Linked DNA regions of Mus musculus: regions 2, 3, 4 and 5 are each linked to region 1. Evidence: chromatin contacts called from public HiChIP or PLAC-seq, Micro-C and promoter capture Hi-C data. All regions are on one chromosome and are shown on one strand. Each heading gives the region's core, a stretch centred on a gene start, on an enhancer-like site or on the middle of the called end of the contact. The rest is flanking DNA. Distances are from core to core; before and after follow the strand shown.

Evidence for each region. Hi-C and Micro-C count contacts between places; a contact is called where the count stands out from the background. HiChIP or PLAC-seq counts read pairs in DNA pulled down with a chosen protein or histone mark. Capture Hi-C pulls out chosen DNA fragments and counts their contacts.
Region 2: a FOXA1 HiChIP or PLAC-seq map of pancreatic cancer cells shows a contact between it and region 1. The contact joins the enhancer-like site here to the promoter of Cyb5d2 in region 1. A contact is called at or near these places in 7 of 484 Hi-C or Micro-C datasets (CD4 T cells, Th17 cells, effector CD8 T cells and 4 more), 1 of 115 datasets of contacts at active chromatin or transcription factors (pancreatic cancer cells) and 4 of 9 other capture datasets (adipose tissue, liver, macrophages and 1 more).
Region 3: a promoter capture Hi-C map of liver shows a contact between it and region 1, with 3 times the contacts expected there. The contact joins the promoter of Mybbp1a here to the promoter of Cyb5d2 in region 1. A contact is called at or near these places in 1 of 39 promoter capture datasets (embryonic stem cells), 14 of 484 Hi-C or Micro-C datasets (CD4 T cells, CD8 T cells, Th1 cells and 10 more), 9 of 115 datasets of contacts at active chromatin or transcription factors (the SCID.adh cell line, acute myeloid leukemia, bone marrow-derived macrophages and 4 more) and 4 of 9 other capture datasets (adipose tissue, liver, macrophages and 1 more).
Region 4: a contact with region 1 is called in a Micro-C map of embryonic stem cells, with 4 times the contacts expected there. The contact joins the promoter of Haspin here to the promoter of Cyb5d2 in region 1. A contact is called at or near these places in 1 of 39 promoter capture datasets (the C10 cell line), 3 of 484 Hi-C or Micro-C datasets (CD4 T cells, LSK cells and embryonic stem cells) and 1 of 9 other capture datasets (liver).
Region 5: a contact with region 1 is called in an H3K4me3 HiChIP or PLAC-seq map of bone marrow-derived macrophages, with 4 times the contacts expected there. The contact joins the enhancer-like site here to the promoter of Cyb5d2 in region 1. A contact is called at or near these places in 2 of 39 promoter capture datasets (the C10 cell line and pre-B cells), 2 of 115 datasets of contacts at active chromatin or transcription factors (bone marrow-derived macrophages and pancreatic cancer cells) and 2 of 9 other capture datasets (adipose tissue and liver).

Annotation. Positions count from the first base shown.
Region 1 is chr11:72,793,695-72,798,186 of GRCm38.p6, forward strand. Cyb5d2 (cytochrome b5 domain containing 2) reads right to left here and starts at 2,145. Exons shown (of 4, transcript NM_001024926.3): 1 at 1,819-2,145. The coding sequence starts at 2,068. Zzef1 (zinc finger, ZZ-type with EF hand domain 1) reads left to right here and starts at 2,532. Exons shown (of 55, transcript NM_001045536.2): 1 at 2,532-2,956. The coding sequence starts at 2,603.
Region 2 is chr11:72,421,613-72,426,104 of GRCm38.p6, forward strand. No RefSeq gene overlaps it. Among named protein-coding and RNA genes, the nearest start is that of Ggt6, 12 kb to the right of the region's middle. Within about 2 kb of position 2,294, at least 8 of the 459 cell types and tissues checked have an H3K27ac peak or open chromatin away from gene starts, as enhancers often do. A contact at or near this core is called in pancreatic cancer cells, where this site is marked.
Region 3 is chr11:72,438,769-72,443,260 of GRCm38.p6, forward strand. It overlaps Mybbp1a (MYB binding protein (P160) 1a), which reads left to right and starts at 2,559. Exons shown (of 26, transcript NM_016776.3): 1 at 2,559-2,807; 2 at 2,910-3,005; 3 at 3,632-3,715; 4 at 3,802-3,876; 5 at 3,978-4,085. The coding sequence starts at 2,616.
Region 4 is chr11:73,135,843-73,140,334 of GRCm38.p6, forward strand. It overlaps Haspin (histone H3 associated protein kinase), which reads right to left and starts at 2,452. Exons shown (of 1, transcript NM_010353.2): 1 at 1-2,452. The coding sequence starts at 2,419. The coding sequence ends at 155. Itgae (integrin alpha E, epithelial-associated) reads left to right here. Exons shown (of 31, transcript NM_008399.3): 27 at 2,613-2,669; 28 at 2,925-3,020.
Region 5 is chr11:72,464,704-72,469,195 of GRCm38.p6, forward strand. All of the region lies in intron 2 of Spns2 (spinster homolog 2), which reads right to left. Among named protein-coding and RNA genes, the nearest start is that of Gm40194, 9.6 kb to the left of the region's middle. Within about 2 kb of position 2,583, at least 162 of the 459 cell types and tissues checked have an H3K27ac peak or open chromatin away from gene starts, as enhancers often do. A contact at or near this core is called in adipose tissue, bone marrow-derived macrophages, liver and 2 more, where this site is marked.

The DNA.
Region 1 (4,492 bases), core at 895-3,394:
CATCCGCAATGAGATCTGACGCCCTCTTCTGGTGTATCTAAAGACAGCTACAGTGTACTTAGATATAATAATAAATTAAAAAAAAAAAAGAAAAAAGAAAAGGACATGTGTGAGGTATATGATTCTATTCATAGAAGGGGCAAATCCATAGGAAGAGAAAGTACACAGGAATTCCCAAGGGTTGTGGGGAGGTAGAGAATGGAGAGGAGTGGATGATGGGTAGTTTCCCTTGGGGATGAGCAAAATGTTCTGAAATTAGGTGATGATAATGTTTGTTTGTCTCTGTGCCTTTAACATAAAGACTTTTCTGTGACTTGTGCCTTAATAAAAATAAGTACTGACTATATAAATGAGTACATTTGCTTCCCTAATAGACTGTGTGGGCAGTCAGACACATCTTGGATTCCTCAGCACCTGGCCAAGGGAGGACCCATGGTAGTAGTCAATAAATGGAGCTCAAAAATTATATGCACAGAACGCAAAAGCTACTAGAGCATACTAGCCCAGAAATGGAAGCATGTATGTTCACACTTGTGCATGCATCCATGACAGCTATACCAGATGTTAGTAGTGTCCTAAAGTGCACTCAAGTGGCAAGAAAAAACTCTTGATTCCAGTCTAGCATTGCTTCTAACTCTCCATGTCCTTGGGTAGGTCCTATCCCAGGTTAGACTGTTTGAAAAGTCTGGAGAGAAGGAAGTGAGTGATCTGTATTTAAAGGTAGCTTCCTAATTCTCCTAAATGACCGGTGGACTGCTTGAAATTTTTGTCAGTCTAGTTACCAGTCTTGCCCTGCGATCTTCCTTCCCAAATAAACAAAGAGAGAGGTATTCTCCTTGGCTAGAAAAACAACACCTTTAAAATTGGTAGCTGGGAAGCTGGCTTACTGGTTAAGAGCAGTGGATGCTCCTCCAGAGAAGCAAAGTTCCCAGCACCCAGATCACAACCATGTTTACTAGTTACAGGGATTTGAAAACCTCTTCTGGCTTCGATGGGCACCAAGTACACAGGTAGTTCAGAGTTGTACAAGGAAGTAAAACACTCATACACATAAAATAAAAATTAAAAGCTATTAGGTTGGTAGTTCTCATATCTTGTTAAGGCTTTTAGTCAAATTACATTTTCCGATCCCCTCCGTTGTTAAGGGGTAACGGGAGCACAGCAGAATGGAGTTAATTTGATAAATGTTCTTAGGAAGGCTAATATACCAAATTTTGTCAGAAGTTTTGTTTCGTGTTGTTTTAGAGCCAGCCTGGCCACAAATTCCTGGCTCAATGGATCTTTGTAGCTCAAGAGATCCTCCTGTCTCAGCCACTCCAGTTAAAACACCACTTCTGGTTTATTGTAGGTATTTTAATACTACAAAAGATACTTGCTTTCCTGTGCTCTAACTTCATTCCCCGCTTGATTCTCATTTTTTTTTTTTAAAGAAAAGCAGACAAGTGCATCTACTAGAATTAAAAAAGACTCAAATATTATATTAGGGGAAACGGAGGCGGGCGGAGGAAAGGTTATTTCGGGTCAGTCTAAAGAGCCTGAAAGCACGGTAGCTCTAGAGACCAGGTAGACTTCTGAGTGTAACCACTACCTAACAAGACACATCTTTCTCCGAATCAGTCACACAGTGCAGCAGACAGAGTCGGAGGGTACATAACTAGCACAGTTGCGTCCAAGCTGCAAACCAGGACCGTGTCCTTCCCACCGCAGCAGTCTGAGGAATGTGGGATGACGAGGCGCGGAGGAATAAATTACTGGACGAACGCAAGCCGTGGCTACGAGCCCACGCAGGAGGAAAAGGTGTGAGAGCCTCGCCGATACCTGCGAAGCCGCTATAGTGCGCCCCAGGCTCGTAGTGCCTCCTGCCAGAGGACACGTCGTAGACGCGGCCGAGCAGTGCCAAGTACAGGCCCGGGTCCCCTGGGCCGCCGCGATAGCGGGCTAGCTCCTCGGGAAGGAAGAGGCGAATACCAGGGCGGGGACCCCACCAGTCCATCAACCACACGGCCATGACAGCCACCGCCGCCACGGCCAGGCTCAGCACCACACCAAGCCCGCATATCCTCAGCATCTATACAGCAACACACCAGACACGCTTCGGAGGTAGCCACCTCTTAAGCCACCACTAAGACAGCAGAGACGCCGGCCGTGACGTCGGCAGCGCGACACTGACAGACTTCACAGCAAAGTTGACTCTTTTGCCCCCGACTCTTTCTTCTTTTCTTGTCCAGCCTAGATTCTGAACGTGAAGCGTGGAGCAGAAAAGGGGAACAGTACAGAGAAAAAACAAACAAACAAACAAACAAACAAAAAGTCCTGGCTTACAGTTTATCCGCCCTCAACAAAGATGGCGGCAGAGGCGGCTAGACGGATACGTTAACGGGTGGGTTCCCGGGCTTCATTAAGCTGTCGTGAGCAAATGGAATCCGCTTGACGGCTCCGTTGCGACATCAGGCCTCGCTCGACAGCCAGGAAGCCGGAAGTCACTGCCGCCGCTGTGGTCTCCACCCCGTCCCCGCCCGCCAGGAGCTGTCGGAGGTTGACAGGTCGTGGCTGGGAGGCGGCGGCGGCGGCGACACCTCCGAGCACCCAAGACGGAGACCCCATGGGGAACGCTCCGAGTAACAGCAGCGAAGACGAAGCGGCGGCCGCAGGGGGTGAGGGCTGGAGCCCACATCAAGATTGGGCTGCCGACTCTGGCACGACCCCCGGCCCCGGCCCTGCGGCCGCGGTGCTGCCTTCCGCCGCTGCACTCCTGGAACCCGCTCGGCTGCGAGAGGCAGCGGCTGCGTTGCGGCCCGCACCTCCCTGCGAATCCCTGGTGTCGAGGCACCACGGCGCGCTCTTGCGCTGGCTGGAAGAGCGGCTGGGCCGCGGTGAAGAGTCCGTCACCCTGGAGCAGTTCCGGGAGTTGCTGGAGGCTCGCGGCGCTGGATGTTCGGGCGAGCAGTTCGAGGAGGTCAGGGCTGGCTGGCTGGCTGGCTGGCGACAGCGGTGCGGGAGCAGGGTGGTCGCCAATAAGGTCCTGAAGAGGTGGGCGGTTGCTTTGCGGAGGCCAGCCAGGAAGCCATAGGGTCCTCGGGTTCTTAGAATGGAAGTATGGCGTTGTCCGAACTCTTTCGGAGTGCATCACTACGGAATTTTGCTACGTCTCTCGCCTTTACTAGAGGTGTGGAAAGTCCAGGCTACATTAGCTTTGTTCCGAAGAGAGGAGCAAGCCAAAAAAAAGTCTCTGCATGTGGTAGGCAGACATTTGTGCAGTTGACAGGCTTAGTTGCTTGCTGGACCTTATCAGAGTAAGACAATTACGAGAAAGGATGTGCAAAGATCAAGGGAGTGGCCATGAAAACCATTCTGTTTTACTGGCCTGTGCAGGAATCTTGTAGAGAACCATCTGAGTCTAATGTGGAAGGAGGGTAACATTACACTGAAAAGACTCATTCTGCAAGCCGTTCATGACTATAAAATACTAGGTTTTGTTTGGTTGGTTGTTTTTTGTTTGTTTGTTTTTTTTTAACAAGTATACACTGGATTTTAAATCATTGAAGAACTTGTTCCAGGCTCATTTGAAACCTTATCAAACCTAAAGTTGATAGGGAAGCGTTAGTTTTCTTGTACTTATGAAATTTCTCCTCATATCTCTACTGAACATTTTGGTTTATGGTTTGGAAAAAACTGACCCAGAGTTAGCCTATAAATCATTTCACTAGCAAAGTTGAGAGTATCTCACAAACCTCTTGATTCCCACCCCATTCCCTTAGGTCCCTATTATCCTGCTCCCTGAAGTCTTATTAATTCCACAATGTTAGGACAAAAGGTTTTTAATGAGTAAGCCATGTAAAATTGTCAGTCATTGATTGGTTAGTGTGTAAAGCAAGAAACCCACAGTCACTTGTAACATAATTTAAAAGTTCTGTTTCCTCTAAATCAGAGGCTCTTGAAATATTTCGAGAATGTCGCCTGCAAATGATAAAAATGCCTACATAATATATTTTGTAAGTTTCCCTGTAAAAACTGCTTTAGTGCATTCTAACTCTCAAAAATACGGTGATACAAGACTGTAATACCAGACTTTGAAAGGCAATAGCAGGAGGATCAATTCAAGGCCATTATAAGCTACATAGTTTGAGTACAGCCTATGCTAGACTCACTTTGAGAAGGACTGTCTCAAAGGTCTAAAACATATATGCATTCACATTATAACCACACACAGTTAGTAAAAGGTCTTTATTAAAATAAAATTTCCAGGATATTCCTGGGAAGCACACATACATGATTCTCAAAACTTAAGAGACTGAGGCAGGCAAGTCTCTGACTCAAAAAAACCTAGAATACTCATAATATGCTCATTATAGTACCCACATCTTTTATGAGAATATGAAACCTTGGTAAAAAGAACTGTGCAGACTTGATCAAGAAGGTGACACTTCTTAGATTTGTTTAGAGGCAAATGAAGACAAACAGCTTTTACACAGTGAGAGTGTCTTGACAGGAA
Region 2 (4,492 bases), core at 1,044-3,543, 370 kb before region 1:
TGCTGTCACTTGGGGAACATAAAAACCAGAGTAGCCCTCAAACTCACCACAAAAACTAAGCCACGTGCCTGTGGTTGGATCCTCAGCTACGCCACTAACCTCATTGGACTGTCTCAGAATTGGATCACTCACAGGAGTTGGAGGCCACAGTAGACACTCTGAGGAAACCCTAGTCTGGAGTCCAGCCCAACAGAGACCAAGCCAAGGCCTCTAGCAGACAGCCTTGAGGTTTTATGCACTTTGTAGATAACTTGAAAATGAGGAGCGGGGCATGGTGGCACTCGCCTTTAATCCTAGCACTCGGGAGGCAGAGGCAGGAGGATTTCTGAGTTCGAGGCCAGCCTGGTCTACAAAGTGAGTTCCAGGACAACCAGGACTATACAGAGAAACCCTGTCTCGAAAAACCAAAAAAAAAAAAAAAAAATGAGGAACCGGGGCTATCAAAATGACTCTGCAGGTAATGGTGATTGGGTGATTGCTGTCAAGATCTATGATCTGAGTCCCAGGACAGGCAGGACTACAGAGAAACCCTGTCTCGAAAAACCAAAAAATAAAAAAAAAAAAAAAAAAAAGAAAGAAAAAAAAATGATCTGAGTTCAATTCCCTGGACCCACAAGTTGAAGGTGCGAACTGATTGCCACAATTTGTCCTCTGACCTCCACATGTGCATTGTGATAGGACACATCTATACACGTGGTCACACACACATATGTGCACACAAATCAACTGAAAGTTTAGTTTACTTGTTTGTTTTTTAATTAAGAAAAAAAAAGTCCAAGGGCTAAAGAGAGCTCAGCAGTTAAGCCCAGGAGCTGGAGAGATGGTTCAGCAGATAAGAGCACTGGCTGTTCTTCTAACGGACCCTGGTTCAATTCCCAGGACCTGCATGGTGGTCCACAATTGTCTGTAACTCCAGTTCCTCTTCTAGCTTCCTTTGGTACCAGGGATGGATATGATTCACAGACATACATGCACACAAAGCACCCAATCACATTTTAAGAAAAAATTTAAAAATACTGCATGCCTTTAATCCCAGCACTCAGGAGGTAGAGGCAGATGGATCTCTGTGAGTTCAAAACTAGCCTGGTCGACACAGTGAGTTCCAGGACAACCAGTGATCGTACAACTGAACCACTTCTCCAACCCCTAAAAATTGTTTTAAAGGGAAAGACAGGCTTGCAGCTGTGTACACGGTTTTTCCTTGGACTTATTTTGTTGTTTGTTGTTGAGACAGGCAGATCCTAGGGTTTTGCTAGCCTGTTAAGCAAAGACCCTGTCTAAAAAATAATAGTTCTAGAAAACACTCAGTATTGATCTCTAGCTTACATCACACACACACACACACACACACACACACACACACACACACATGACACACAAATTAAAAAAAAAAAGGAAAAAGAAAAACAGAAAAATATAGTCCAGGTGTGGTAGCTCATACTGTATGTAATACTAAGCGTTTAAGAAGCAGAAGTCAGCAGATCTCCAGGTTGGAGGCTAGCCTGGTCTACCAAGAAGCAAGTTCCAAGATAGCCATGACTTCACAGAGAAACCCTGTCTCAACAACAAGAATCAACTCTTAGCCAGGCATGGTGGCGCACGCCTTTAATCCTAGCACTCGGGAGGCAGAGGCAGGCGGATTTCTGAGTTCGAGGCCAGCCTGGTCTACAAAGTGAGTTCCAGGACAGCCGGGGCTATACAGAGAAAACCTGTCTCAAAAAAAAACAAACAAAAACCAACCAAACAAAAAGAATCAACTTCTGTTTCACATTTTAGTGAAACTTAAGAACAGAAAGGGATGAGGGGGCATTGAAATCACAGTGCCAGAGGCTGGGGGGGGGGGGCTACCTAAAGGTAAAAGGCAAGACTCTAGCATGAGAGTCTTCATCAGCAACAGTGGAAGAAAAAAAAAAAGAAAGAAAGAAAAAAGGAAAATATAGATAAAGGAAAATAAACTCACACTTAGAATTGAATACACAACTGTATGTTTCAAGAGCAAGTGACAGATTAAAAACGTTCTTGATCATCACTGAGAAGAACCTAGAAGGAAGCAATAATAATGGAATACATCCTCCAAACCTGGAGAGGCAGCGGTGATGACTGATTTGGGGTTTTTGTCTGCTGCAACTAAAACCACAGCATGGGGTGGGGTGGGGCTGGCAAGACAGTCCAGGTCCCTGTGTAGCAGGTGCTGCCCGAGTCCTAGCTCACATTGTCTCAGCCTTACCTCTGACTTCAGCCAAGATTCTAGGAGAACACGCTCTCCCCTTTCTGCTCCAGGATTTCTGGTAAGGCCTTGATGGAGGGATGTCACCACTCCAGCACCCCACTTAAGGGGATCAGTAATATTTGTGGTGTTGTGGCTGGCTGACTCAGAATAAAAATATTCCCAGCATTCACCCATGAGGCATTTAAACCCGAGTAACATTCCACACAGTTTATCTATTATCAATTAATGGGCATTTAGATCACACCTGACCTTTGGCTGTTGTAAAAGCATCACTGTGACAGTGGGAATGTTTGAATGTATTGATTAAGTTAGTTGCCAATCATTCACAGAACCCTACTGTCTTCTAGGGACTGTGGTAAGATCTGGAAAAACAGCAACAAACAAAAGAAACACCTTGGCATCAAGGAGCTTGTGTTCCAATTCGGACAGGCCATGTTCGCACAAGTTCTCTGATTGCAGGTGCCAGGTAGTGGCATGCCGAGATGGCATCAGGGTCTGTGGTTCATAATGACAGAAGAGGTGAGGTCTGCTTTATCCAGGGTGGCCTAAGAAAGGATGTCCGTGGACAGACAGACATAACTGGAAGAAACAGCGGAAGAGACGGAAAGTGTATTTTGGCTCACGGCTTCATGGGATCGCAGTCCTCCACGGCTGAAAAGGCGTGCCTGTGTTCACATAGCTAGGGGTGCATAGGTTGACCACGGGAGCTCTGATCTTCAAAAGGCCTGCTCTAATAAGCTACGTCTGCCAGGTAGAACCCACGTTCTAATGACTCCTCAACCTCCAAAAACAGAACCATCAGCTGGGGAACAAGTGTTCAAAACATGATTCTGTTGGGGACATTTCACATTCAAAGCATATAGCACAGGCCATTTTCCCAAGTGTTCTGTCACATTGAGACCTCTGCCTAGCCAGATATGTGCACTACACAGACAAGGTTTCCAATGGTCTCTACCACCTCTAGTCCCAGGGTGAAGGAACGGTGTAGTTATCCAGCCCCTCCCACCTCCCACACTGCTGACTGTAGAGTCAGGGAGAGCCCATCAGAGAACCACTGCGGGTCTAAGCAGTTGTAACTCACACAGCTAGAATGAATGTGGGGTCGGCTGCCTCAGGAGTCTACCAGAGAGGGTAGACTCTCTCACACTCTTAGAGGTCTCACACTCTTAGAGGGATTGTGGCTTTGTAAATGGGCTAGCCTTGTTTCCCCTTTTCTCATCCACCCTGTCAATACCCAGTGCCCTAGATTCCAGGTCCTCCAATGTTACAGGAAATGTGATCACACTGTGAACCCCAAGATTGTGTTATTACTGGAAAAAAACTGTTTCTAGTTGTGGTGTGGCTCAGCTGTAGCACACACCCTTAATTCAAGGGTGTTCTGTTTATTGTAAACAAGATTAAGTAATGTTAACCTTAGGTCAAGAGGCCAAGTTGACAGTGAGAGAACATAGGGAAAAAAAAAACCATAGAGAATAAAAAGAAGTCAGGAGGATGGATAGAGAGAGGCACAGGAAGCAGATGGGAGGGACATTCAGTTTGAGGGGTTTTGAGACACCATGGAGAGGAGAGCTTCCTGTTGACTGAGGAGGAAGATGAGCTGGGTGCTCTCTCTGCCTCTCTGAATTAGCAGGCTTTGACCCCAGCTTCTGGCTCCTGAGTCTTTATTGGCAGTTCTTCCTAGTCCTACCCATGCTCTCAGCAGGACTTCTCAGCTTTCCCTCCCCCCCTGGAGCAGCCCTCTTTCCTTCCTTCATACACCTTCACAAGACAATGACATCATGCATTAAACTTTCTTCTGCACAAGAAGAAACATAGAACAGAGGTGACCAGGGGCGTAACAGGCAGGAGAGAATTATTATTTGATGCTTACAGAACTCATTGTGCTGGGCTCCAGTTTCTGTCTCAAAAACCTAATAAGTGACTTCCATGTCTGGTATTGATTGCCTTAGAAATCGTCCACCTGAAAGAAATTAGAAATCTAGAAAAATGGCTAACAATGAAGAGAAACAGAAAAGGAAAGAAATATGGAGAAAATATACAAGCCATGATTTTAGACATTAAATAACAGGTCGCCCAGATCCCTGAGAAGAGAGAAATTATTTGTGTGAGATCCTAGCTCCTAGCCTCAGAGCTTCAAGGAATGTTTGGTCACAATACAATGAGGAAGATACCAAACAGAGCATGGAGTCTCACTGAGCTGCGGAGGAAAAGACTGGAGTTCTAAATGGAAAGCAATTTGTAAAACCTTCGTACTGAGAAAAT
Region 3 (4,492 bases), core at 1,309-3,808, 350 kb before region 1:
TTGGGAAAATGAGTAGGAGGTTCCCCTGGGTACAGAAGGGCTGGAACTGGGTTGTTCCTGATCTCTGAGATCTCTTGAATACAACCCTTTAGAAATAGTTCCTCAGGCCAAGAGCAAGGACACCCAGTAGCACTTCCCCTACCTGACAAAGAGAAAGGAAATTCTTATTTAAGGGTTTGAGGGTTTAATTTTTTTTTTTAATTAAAATGATACTTTTAGACGGGCAGTGGTGGTACAAGCCTTTAATCCCAGCACTTGGGAGGCAGAGGCAGGTGGATTTCTGAGTTCGAGGCCAGCCTGGTCTACAGAGTGAGTTCCAGGACAGCCAGAGTTACACAGAGAAACCCTGTCTCAAAAAAAAAAAAAAGATGCTTTTATCTTCTGTGTGTGTGTGAACTGCATATATGCACATGTCCCACATGCTTCTTCTGTCTGAGGTCAGAGGAGGGCTTTGGCTCCCCTGTAACTGGGGTTACAGATGTGAGCTGCTATATGGGTGCTGGGAACTGAACCTTGATCCTCTGCAATAGTAGTAAGTGATTTTTTGTTTGTTTGGTTTTGTTTTTTTTCCAGACACGGTTTCTCGGTATAGCCCTGGCTGTCCTGGAACTCACTCTGTAGACCAGGCTGGCCTCAAACTCAGAAATCTGCCTGCCTCTGCCTCCCGAGTGCTGGGATTAAAGGCGTGCACCACCGCGCCCGGTTTAGTAAGTGCTTTTCACTAACACGCCATATCCCTTGTCTCTATAATTTTGTTTTTTAAGGCAGAGTCTCCCTGTGTAATCCAGTCTGGCCCAGGCACTGGGATTACAGGATCACCAACACAGTCAGCTAATTGTTTTGTTTTGTTGGCTTGGGGATCAAATTTAGAGCACTGATGTGCTTGGCTGGTGTTCTATTTCCATACCATATCCCCAAACCCAAGCTAGCAGAGCTCTTAATTGTACCATCTCCACTTCTCTCTCAGACAAAACATTGCTAGGCGCAATGATTCCACCATCTATTCAACGATTTTAGCTTTTAGCCTGGTGTCCTTTCTAGCAAATCATCTCCTTTGGCCCAGGTCATCGCCTACGTTGACATTTGCCATAGGTTAGCCAAGGCCTTACTCCAGCATAATTCACTGCCTCGGTACTCACAGCCACGGGCTGTGGCTGCTCTCAGCTAACAGTTGACCTTTTAAAACTGTAAATCAGATGTAAATCCTCCCTGCACTCTCTGAAGAAATTCTGAACCCTTGAGCCTGGCCCTGGGTTCTATATAACCTTGCTCCTGGCACCTGAGTCCTCCTCCTCACCTTACTGACCTCATTCCCGTAAGAGATGAGTGGCCTCTGTAGAAGAAATGTCCTTGGCCTGCTCTTAGATTTTTGCCCTGGGGACAATAGAGCCCATCTTGTCCCTCAGCTGTCAGCTCACATGTCAGTCTTGTCATGGTCTCTTAAATAGAATCTTAGAATCTATAGAATTTTCCCTTTAATTTTTTTTTTGGTTTTGTTTTTGTGTGTGTGTGTGGTTTTGGGTTTTTTGGTTTTTTTTGTTTTGTTTTGTTTTGGTTTGGTTTGGTTTTTCGAGACAGGGTTTCTCTGTGTAGCCCTGGCTGCCCTGGAACTCACTTTGTAGACCAGGCTGGCCTTGAACTCAGAAATCCACCTGCCTCTGCCTCCCAAGTGCTGGGATCAAAGGTGTGCACCACCATGCCCGGCTTCCCTTTAATTTTTTTTTTTTAAGAAAATGTTGTTTATTTTATTTTATTTTTTTTTTTGTTTTTTGTTTTTTTTTTTTTTTTGGTTTTTCGAGACAGGGTTTCTCTGTATAGTCTTGGCTGTCCTGGAACTCACTTTGTAGACCAGGCTGGCCTCAAACTCAGAAATCCGCCTGTCTCTGCCTCCCAAGTGCTGGGATTAAAGGCGTGTGCCACCACCTCCCGGCTGTTTATTTTTATGAATACACTGTATCTGTCTTCAGACACACCAGAAGAGTGGATTGGATCCCATTACAGATGGTTGTGAGCCACCATGTGGTTGCTGGGAACTGAACTCAGGACCTCTGGAAGAGTAGTCAGAGCTCTTAACCGATGAGCCATCTCTCCAGCCCCTCCCTTTAATTTTTAACAGGCGATGTTTTCACGTTTTTTAACATTTAAAAGGCTCCCTCTGCTCCCTACATTCCTTATTTTCCTCATAACTATCATTTAAAATGTATTTGTCTACTCGTTCATCAACCATCTCTTCCCACTAGAAAGGAAGTCCACAGAAGCCGCGGCTTTGTTCGGATGCACACAATAAAAGCGGAATAATAGCGGATGTCTCGGACTAGATCGCGAGCAGACCCGGGTCTGGGAAGAGATCATACTACGGCTTTTTCGTGGATTTGTTTGCACCTCCGGTCGTCAGGAACTCCTCCAGGTTAAAGGAAGAGATCGAAGCATCAGTTTCTGAGCACACGCGCGTGTGAGAACACTCTGCTCCACCCACAGCCACAAGGGAAAGGCAAGGCCGTACGGAAGCCACTTCCAACCTGCTAGGCCCCGCCCTCACTCGGACGTCCCAGTGCGCAGGCGCCGAGACCTGACCTGGAAGTGACTGTCTTCTGAGCCCACGTGTTTGGCTCAGCATGGCGGAGATGAAGAGCCCCACGAAAGCTGAGCCTGCGACTCCCGCAGAAGCGGCGCAAAGCGACCGCCACAGCCTGCTGGAGCACAGCCGCGAGTTCTTGGACTTCTTCTGGGACATTGCGAAACCGGATCAGGAAACGCGGCTCCGGGCCACGGAGAAGTTGTTGGAGTACTTGCGCACAAGGCCCAATGTATGATGGAGGGGCCCAGGCCCATCGTGGCTCTGGATGCAAGGGGGAGGGGTGGGCCCTTCAGATCACTGTTGAACACGAGGGATGTTCTTGGTTCCGTAGGATTCGGAGATGAAATATGCCCTGAAGCGCCTAATCACTGGGCTTGGGGTGGGCCGAGAAGCCGCTAGGCCCTGCTACAGCCTGGCGCTGGCACAGGTGAGACTGTGTGTCTGGCAAGGGCACGATCTCGCTGGGCAAAGGTGGCGTCTAAGGGTAGGGGGCACCGAAGCTGCGGGGTAAGAAGAAATCCGAGATGCTTCAGAGGGGATACAGGCATCCTTACTTGGGTGGGAGGAAGTGCCAAAACATGGCCTATGTACAGCAAAGTCCAGGCAGGTGGAAGAGTTGAACACGTTTTCTTTCTGATACACGTTTATCAGCTACAGAGTATTAGCTACAGTTACTGGAAGTAGTGAACTTTGAGGTTGATTTCTGCAAGGTTGGGGAGCCGCCTCCAGGTTAGGAAGGCAACTGATGACAGACCACGTAGAAATTTGTACAGCAAAAAGCAATGAAGACTAACCAGCCTCAAGGCAACTCAGAACAGGATCTTTGGATGGGATGGGTTTTCCCAAGAGGTACAGAAGCAGCCTAGGCCTTCTGAAGCCTTGATGGAGGTGGGGCTTAGCCATGTAAGATGTGGTCCCTTGAAAGCAGTAGCGCTTGTGAGGGATGGGAGGAGCACGGAGATTATATTGGGGAAAGCTGAAGGAGGGAAATGGACTTGGTCTGGTTTGTTGTCCCTGGGCCACTCCTGAGCTCTTTCTGGTCTTGCCTGGTAGCTGTTGCAGTCTTTTGAAGACATCCCATTGTGTGACATCCTGGATCAGATACAAGAAAAATACAGCCTACAAGCCATGAACAAGGTGCGTGAGATTCCCAGACAGACAACCTGCTCCTGAACAGCTATGGGGAGGGACCCTCTTCACCTGTGTTTTCAATCTTTTTCTAGGCAATGATGAGACCTAGTCTCTTTGCAAACCTTTTTGGAGTGCTAGCCCTCTTTCAGTCAGGCCGCCTAGTGAAGGTAAGAGCTTTTGGCACGGGGCGCAGGGACTGGTTTAGGGCTGGAGGGGAACAGATGGTAACAGACCCTGCTCTTCACCTTTTGCTCTCTGTGGATACCAGGACAAAGAGGCCCTGATGAAGTCCGTGCAATTGCTGAAGATCCTGTCCCAACACCCCAACCACTTACAGGGACAGCCAATAAAGGCTCTGGTGGACATCCTCTCTGAGGTAGAGAATCACAAGTCATGCCGTCTGATTTGGGAAACGTTGAAAAGATTTGGGTAGGAACATGATGAGGACAGATGGTTTGACCATGCAACTGGTATGAGGAGGTTGTTTGTTTGTTTGTTATTCCTCTCTCACCAACTATCTTAAATCTGCCTTGTCTTTCAGGGTCTCAGCACATGTCCACTCAGTTAGGCAGTTCAGATACTCCATAACCCTCTCTGGTGGCCTTTGTGTGGCTAGTGTGGGTCTGGAACAGTGCTTGTCAATGCCTGAGTATGTAGAAGGCAATCTGAGTACATTTGCCATAGTTGGTTTGGTCAAGCCTGGGTCTGTTTGTATCTAGAGTCATTTGCCACTGTCTTGTCCCTGATTTGTCCTTTTGGCACAAATGGAGACAGACCAGAATT
Region 4 (4,492 bases), core at 1,202-3,701, 340 kb after region 1:
TTTGGTTACCTTTTGAAAAACACAGTTCTCTTTTAAGAAGCTGACAGGAACTCTTAAGGATGTGCTTTCACCTCCATCTGGCTCTAGTGGCAGAGATTAGTACCAGAGGCCTAAAAGTGTACTTAAAGAGGCTCTGAAAGTCTAAGTTCCTGGCTTACCTAAATAGACTGTGTTGGCAGAGCAGGTCCGTGGCAGAGCTGAAACTCAGTACAGTCCTGTGGAAATGTTGCAGGTTTTTCCTTATTTGCTTCATGGCTGCGCTCTGGCATTTAGTCTTAAATTTCATCTTATTCAGAATCTTGTCTGTGAGGTAATGCAGCCACAGCACATTATTGTAAGGGTGATACTCACCCCAGCAGTTTTTGTTCTCCTTCCTCATGAGCCTGTAGATCTCAAACTGGTAGTCACCCTCACCTGTAAATAGGTCCTCTTCAGCGGAGATATCACAGAAAACCACAATCCCATCCCGCTCCAAGCGGGACAGGGTGTAGTCAATGATGTTGACCTGTAGCCCATGGGTGGGAATGGTGCTCGTTTTCCCATTGAGGGTGTAGCGGAGTTCTTTGAGGTTGGTTTTCTTTAAGAGCACATTTCCCCAGTGTAAGTCCCGGTGCTCAAAGTGCAGGGATGCTTCTGCCACAGCCAGAGATGCAGTGATCTGGTGGAGAATGCTCTTTGCAGTCGCCACAGAGGACAGCTTGGTTTTCATTCGCTCCAAGTCAACCCCACCAAACTCAAATTCCAGGATAATAAAGAGCTGGTCTTCCTGGAAAAAGTCAGGCCGGTCATTGGCAGATCTTTTGGTTGTGTTATAGTGATCCCAGGCTTTCAGCAGCAAGGGAGGGTAAAGCCCTTGAACACAGTGTACTGAGTTCAGCCCAATAAAGCCTTCTGTGCGGTTGTAGGCCTCACTAGACAAGAGACTCAGCTCTTTGGAGATAATGATCTCCGGCAGGATTTCCTCAAAGGTTTTCTGGTGGGACCCATTGACTAAATCTAACCCTTCAATAGCAATGATTTTTAGGGCTACAGGTGCTTGGTCGTTAATTATCTGAAACACTTCTCCAAACACTCCTTCCCCAATCTTCTCACACCGTTCCAGTTTTTCCGTGGAAAGGCAATCACTAAAGGGGATGGGCCCTTCCTGATTACACTCCCCATAAACCTTTTCAGCATAAGATGGCCTTTGGTCTGTGACATGCAGGGTCTTTAAGGGACTTAGCAAATACACAGAAGAGCATCGAGAAGAAACAGTAAGGTGTGCTCTGTTCTTGATAGGAGGGGTCGAACATTCAGACAGGAGGGACCTGGAGGAAGAACTGGCAACAGAACTGCATACCTCTATCACACTGGTTATAATTTTCTTCTTGTGGAAACCGAAGGAGGCTCTGGTTTTGGTCCAAGAATCCCTCTGGCTAGTATTCAAGTTCCATAAGGAGACTGACGCTTTCCTTTTCTTCTTAGATTGGTGGTAGTGGCGGGGAGGGGTTCCCGTTGCTTCTTGCTGTTTCCTCTTCCGGAGTGGCCCAGTTCTCTTAGGCCTGCTGATTTCCCCTGGTACACGAAGGTCTTTGCAAGCACTGGACTCCTCATAGTCTCTCTGGTCGACTCCTTGGGACACAACCTTTTTACACGCGGCCTTTCTCTTTCCCGGGCTTGTCAGATCAGGGTCCGTTAGTCTGTTTCCCATCTGCTGTCTTCTTTCACAACACGATTCCTTCACATTCTCCCCATCTGTCCCAAACTTGTTCTCTTCTGTGGCCCCTGAGTTCACAAGGCTAAAGAGAGATGACCTGAAGCTGGCTTCGGCTCGGAGGGCCCTCCCGGTGTACCTGTCACCGGTTGCTGCCACCTGGGGGCAGGGCACAGACGGTTCACTTAGGGAGGCTGCCGGCAAGTGGAAGCTCCCGGGGACTGCAGAGTCAGCATACAAAGGGTCGGGGGCTCCGGGCGAGGCCGGAGAGCTGAAGAGGGAGGCACTGGTGCCCAGCTCGTTGCTGTCCCTGGACTGGATGCACACACTGTGGTCCGACCCGAGGCAGCCCGGGCTGCAGTTGGGGAAAGGTGGCGGTCGCAGCCGGCTGCACGGGGTGCTGCACTTCTGCGGGAGCCGAGGTCGCAGCCTTTGGACTCTTGGAGTGTTTGTCAGGGTCCGCTGGTTCCGGGAGCCGCTGCCCCGAGGACGCCTCCGCCGCTGGCCCACGAGGCTGCCGGGGAAGTCGGGGTCGTCCGGGTCGTCGGAAGCGACAGCCGGCGACTCGTTACTGTCGCTGAGGCTGCTGCTGAAGGCGCGCTTCAGGTTCGGCGGCTGGAACCATTGCTCAGCCAGCCCGCCAGGCTGCCGCTGCGACCCCCGGACGCCCCTCGCCGCGTACGTTCGAAAGAGCCGGGTACCCGACCGCGGGTGAGCCTGTGCCATAGCGAGCGCCCGCCCGGCGTTTCAAACAGAAACACCGCGAGACTGCGGCGAGCGCGCGAGCGCCCGTCGGCCCGCTGGGTCCTAGCGCCGGCCCTCGGCTGCGCAGCCTGCCTGACCTCCCGGAAGCCGGCAGGGGGCAGATGCCTAGCGGGACTTGGAGCTCAGGGTGGCTCAGCAAAGGCTCTCTTTTCAGGACCACACTGAGTGCACCCAGAGTCAAGAGCCTGCGTGTGGAAGCGATCCTGTGCAGGTGAGCGAAGTCGTCTCAAGAGCCCGAGAGAGGGATGTGGAGAGCCTCTTGAGAGGGTGACTGCTTCTGCAGTGTTCTTTCTGAGACTTTCAGCCTCTCTGGTCCTGTTTGCCAGGATAACTGACACTTGGCTTGGGCGAAGGGGACTTGCTCAAATGTCTGCTCTGGGACCTTGGATGCCCTATCTTAGATATTCAGATTTTCAATCCTAAAACACGAAAAGGGAGTAAGCAGACTCACCTTTTGCTTTTGCAGCATGTAAAAGAATGGCATTCAGTGGTCTGTGCTATCACATCTAATAAAGAAAATGTAACCGTGGCCGCAGAGATCTCCGTGGGCCACACTAAGCAGGTACTTGAGACTGAGAGACTGCAGATTGGGTCGTCCAATCCTAGAGGACCTATCCTCTAAGAAAGGATAATAGCATCTGAAAGGTGCCGTTCAAAATAGATCATTTGATTGGCCTGTCTCAAACAGCTCTTAGCAAGTTACTTAGTAGGGATTTTAATCTTTTTCCATACTAAGACATGTTGGAATGACCTGTGATTACCTCTTTGTTTCATCCCCAAGTGTATCCCAGCAGCAAACCCTGCCATCCCACCTTCAGAATACATATGAAATCACTTCTCTCTGTCTCTATTGATGTGGCTGTAATTTAGGTCACCGTCTCTGGCCTGTTGCATAACCTTGGACATGCCCTCTTTGTCTTGGCTTCCCCCCTAACCAGTACAAATAGTTCTTCAAGAGCTGGAGGGCCAGGCGTGGTGGCACACACCTTTAATCCCAGCACTCAGGAGGCAGAGGCAGGCGGATTTCTGAGTTCAAGGCCAGCCTGGTCTTCAAAGTGAGTTCCAGGATAGCCAGGGCTATTACAGAGAAACCCTGTCTCGAAAAAAACCAAAAAAAAAAAAAAAAAAAAGAGCTGGAGAGGTGGCTCAGCAGTTCAGAGCATGCGCTCTTACAGAGGATATGTTGCTTCGGCTCCTAGCACTCAAGTTGGGCAGCTCACAACTACTTGGGACTCCAGCTGTTGGAGGATCTAACTTCCTCTCTTGGTCTCCATGCATATGTGCACATACATGCACACTTATTTTTTCTAAATTGTATACAAGAAGTACGCTGTAGCTATCTTCAGACACACCAGAAGAAGGCATCGGATCCCATTACAGATGGTTGTGAGCCACCATGTGGTTGCTGGGAATTGAACTCAGGACCACTGGAAGTGCAGTCAGTGTTCTTATTTGCTGAGACCTCTCTCCAGCCGCGCGCCCCCCCCCTCCCCGTGCACAATATTTTTTAAAACACGAAATAATTCATTTAGCATTAGGATCCTCCTTTAAAACTTTGGACCAAAGCCGGACATGGTGGCGCATGTCTTTAATCCCAGCACTCGAGAGGCAGAGGCAGGCGGATTTCTGAGTTCGAGGCCAGCCTGGTCTACAAAGTGAGTGCCAGGACAGCCAGGGCTATACAGAGAAACCCTGTCTCGAAAAAAAAAAAAAAAAAAAAAAAAAAACTTTGGACCAGAAACTCCAAATGAACAGAAGCAGTGGACTTTAGAGTTGGATACATTTAGCTTAAAACCCATACTTCTTTCTTGGTGTGCAAAGAATTACATGATCTGGTCTGTATTTAATCCTTCACCCTTTCTCTCCTGTCTCTTTCTTATGTGTTGTTTCTATTTTTTAACTTGCTAATGTTATTGTAGCCAGTGGGCCTTTGTAATGTAGTTACTTCGTATAACATTACTCAAATGTTATTTTCTCTAGAGAGGCCTTACTATGAGGTGGGAACAAATGGTCAAGTTTACCATTGTGTGGAGA
Region 5 (4,492 bases), core at 1,333-3,832, 330 kb before region 1:
TCTCTGTAGTCACTAAGCATGCATTCGGTGCTCACATAGGAGGGAAACAGTCATGCACAGAAAATTCTAAATCTTTACGGATACTTGAAAGGAGGAGAGACTCAGAGAGGGTGATAGATCTATCTACCTAAGGTCACACAGCAAATCAGGGCAAACTTGAGCCTGGAACTCCAGGTCTTACCATCTTCCAGGTCACTCAGCCACCCTCACGCCCAGCAGGCTGCAGAAGCTATCCTGAATATTGGAAACCCTGCCATTCACTTGGTCACTCATGCATGCATTGATTCATTCCACAAATTAGGGGGAGGGGCATGCTTAGTCACTGTCCTATTGTGAAGAGACACTATGACAAAGGGAAATTATAAAAGAAAGCATTTGATTGGGGATTTCCTTACAGTTTAGAGGGTGAGGTTCATGATCATCCTGGTGGGGAGGGTGGCGGCAGGCAGGCAAGCATGTTGCTGGAGCAGTAGCTGAGAGCTTTCATCTTACCCGAAAGCTGGAGGCAGACAGCAAGCTAACTGGGATGGAGTGGGCTTTTGAAACCTCAAGGCCAATCCCCATGAAACGCCTTCTCTAACAAAGCCACACCCCTGAGTCCTTTCCTTCTGCCAACTAGGAACCAAGCATTCAAATCTATGAGCCTGTGGAGACCATCCTCATTGAAACCATCACACACTTAGGAATTGCCCTGGCCATGGTGTTTCTTCCCAGCAACAGAAAAGTAACTAAAACAGGGCATCTGCAACATACTAACATACGTTAGGTGCTTGGGATTCATGGGTAGATAAACAGGAGATTCCTGCCTTCCCGGAACTTAATGATCTAAGGAAGAAAGGCACATAAATAACAAAATAGTAGTAATAATTAACACGCTGTATGAGGAATATTAAGCAGGTACAGGAGATGTATAGATATATGAAATGTATGTGAAGAGATACGTGTATGAAGGACCACAGCCTGGAGGAAGGAGTGGCAAGAAGCAGCTGCTGATAGATGCATGAGGAAGATGAGGCTTTCCGCAGAAACAGAAAGCCAGGAGAAACTGAAGCTCAGGAGCTGAGCGCACAGGGACGATCCTGCAGCCTCGGGTGGAATCTGGCAAAAACCAAGCCATTTCTGTGACCGAGGTGAGGTTGATGCATTGGCCATTCCTGTTCGAACATCTCTGCCAAACATCTCTGCTGCTCTGTACAGCCAGAGTCCAGTGTTGCCTTAGAGTATGATAGACATTATCATAAAATTTTATTGAGAATACATGTATGAGAGAGAAGACAGATCATACAGTATTAAATAGAAGAGACGGTGACATTTCAACTCAGCAAAGACCTGCAGGAGACAAGGAAACAGTCATAGAAGTACCGGGGAAAGGAGAGCTAGAGTGCACTTGGTGTGTTTGCGGGGCGTGAAAGAGGCCAGAGTGTCTGAAGCAAAGTGACGGAGGGGGAAGGGTGGAAGACAAGGCTAAGAGGCCAGATGGAGTGGGATCCTCACGGGGAAGGCAGGAGATGCTGAACAAAGAACTAATGACCTGGTTTGGCTCTGCTGGGACAAGAGCACAGTAATGTTCAGGGACTTGGGAGAGAATGCCACTGTTGATGATGGGAGGGGTTGGTGTTCTAGGTGAGATACAGAGATCCAGGTAGAATAGAGGCCAACTACACAGACAGGGAGTCCCCTCTGTCTCATGGAAGGCAGTCCCACTGCCAGTAGGCAGATGGCCAGACAACACTGACCTCTGTACGCTAGGTTCATGTGTATGTGGTTTAGCAGCCTCTGGGGAGACAGTATTTAGGGGGAGGAGCAATGACGAGAGGAAGGGCGTGAGCAGGGCAAAGTGGGTTGCTCAGAGTAGCATGAAGGGTTCTTTTCTCCGCTAGACTTGAAAACACAGGAGAGGGGACCTGGTAATTCAGGTCTGTGACTTAAGCTTTGGGCAGAATCAGTCCTTGCGCCATAGGGTTCAACCCCAGCTCTGCACCTTCTTAGGTAGGCTCCTTTGCCAGGTCACATCTCTGTCATTGTCAGCCTCATTGATGTGCTGGTAAATGTGTAGAAACAGGTTCTCTAAAAAGGGACAGAGGAGGGGCCCCACGATGCCTGGGGGTTGTGCATCTCCACAGTATAAACACTCTACCCGGCTGAGGCCAAGTCACCTAAGAGATGTGAAGCTCAGAGCTTAGTACCTTGTTCAGTCATAGGCGTTTCCACCATTCAGATAAAAGGAGTTTACCTTAAGCACACTGATAATGTCTTGATGTAAGAAAGTAATTAGGAAGCGATGACTTCTGAGAATTTATCAGCTTCTTTCAGTACAGATCACTCAGTTGTAAGTTTATTATGATTTAGTTCTAACAATGGCTGTGTCTAACAATCGGCTCACACAATTCCTAAAAATTTAACAATCGACTCTCATGAGCCACTCTAAGCCAGCTCCCCACGCCAACTTCCTCATCTGTAAAATGAAGATAAAAATAGCTGCTGCTCTGGTGGCTTGAGTATTGGATGAGACAGTGTGGGGGAAGGTGCTTCATGCCCTGCCCTCCGAGGCGCAGGCTGGGTCAACAAGGCTCGTGTTTACATTAGCCAGGGCCAGTATTATTTCCTTACATCTACAGAAAGAATGCTTTCTTGTCAGCTCTGCCTCCTAAGACCTGCCCAAGATCAGATCAGGATGTGGACGAGGAAAAGCTTAGTCTCAAAGGGCTTACACATGTTTAGAGGGGAAGAGGAACAACTGCCTTCTGTATGCCAGTCTGAACTGGGTGGGGAGTGGGCAGAGACAATCTGAGTAGGCAGTGCCTCTTGTCTAGCCAAAGTGCAGGTCCTACCATGAATTGCACAGCTTGATGTACTTAAAGCCTGTGAATCAGTAAGGGTCACCAAATCCTGCTAATGTCAAAGTGGGTAATGAAACGTGCCTAGGAGTTCACCATGATGACAACACATGCACACACACACACACACACACACACACACACACACCACTCTCTCGCTCCCCCTCACACTATCTCTCACACACAGTCACACACACGCACACATGCACACATACTCTCACACACACGCACACACACTCTCACACACACACATTATCTCTCATACACAGTCACACACATGCACACATGCACACATACTCTCTCACACAACACACGAACACACACATACTCTCTCACACACACATACTCTCTCACATACATACTCACACACACATGCACACACACATACTCTCTCACACACTCACACACACATACTCTCACACACACACATACTCTCTCACACACATTCTCTCACACACACACACTATCTCTTACACACAGTCACACATACTCTCACACACACACGCACACACACTCTCTCTCTCACACACACACACACAAGCACACACACATACTCTCACACACACTGACACACACACACACACACACACAGAGGCACGCACACACTGTCACAGGCACGCGCACACTGTCACATTCACACACACATTATATAAATTTCAAGTCTTCTAATCATATTGTACGATGGTTAATGAAGCACGATGCTTATTGTTAATAACGCCTGCAGTTGTCACTGATGGATCAGTTATGACAGACCAGGCCCTGGACACACACTTGGCACATGCATTCATCATTTCTGTCGATTCTCTCTCTAACTTCATCTTACAGAGAAGATGACCCAGCTGAAAGAAGTGATGTCACAGGGCAACTGTATGTCTGAGTCAAAATTAAACTGTAGTTTAGCTGACTCTGAAGCCCTCGCTTTAAATCATATCACTTGATGCTAGACTGGGAAGAGGATGGTCCCCACAGACGCCCCTGACGTCAGAGAATATTCATGCTATACTGGGAACAGCAGGAGATGGGTCAGGCTGCAGCGTGAGAAGGCCACAGGGGGACACACGTCCCTAGAGACCAGGACTGGGCTTACATTCTGAGGCCTAGCATGTCCCATCCCACCCCTGTGAAGGGAGTGCTTTCAAAAGCCCTCACTGAGTGACTGAAGGAACCTGAGGCAGGCACCTGGACCTTGGCCACATGGCACCATTTTCAGCAGGGCCGTCTGGCTCTCCCACTCTGGCTTTTTGCTCCTGCAGTGGGTAGGATCACTGCAGCTAGGTAGGCTCCCAGAACAGCAGTGCACGTGTTTCCACCTGCCAGTCAGGCCTGCCGTGCTCCCAAGCTCCTCCATTCCATCAGAAAACTTGAGCCCTACTTTTCTGTACCCACATTACAGCTGGAGCCACTGAGGCCCCAGCGAGTAGAGAGACTCATCCTAGATGACTTAGCCAGCTTGCCAGTCTTATGACTTCCTTTAAGAACAAAGGAATTCAGGGTCAGGAATGTGCCAGGTCACCTTTGCAGCCTGATGAGGAGCCTCCAGCTCTTCCTAGCCCTCAGGGGTATCACTGGCCAATGGCAGTCCCTGTACGCTGCTAGGATAGGTACAGGAGGAACAATCCAAGCAAAGGACAGAGAACTATATGTCCCTCAGAAAC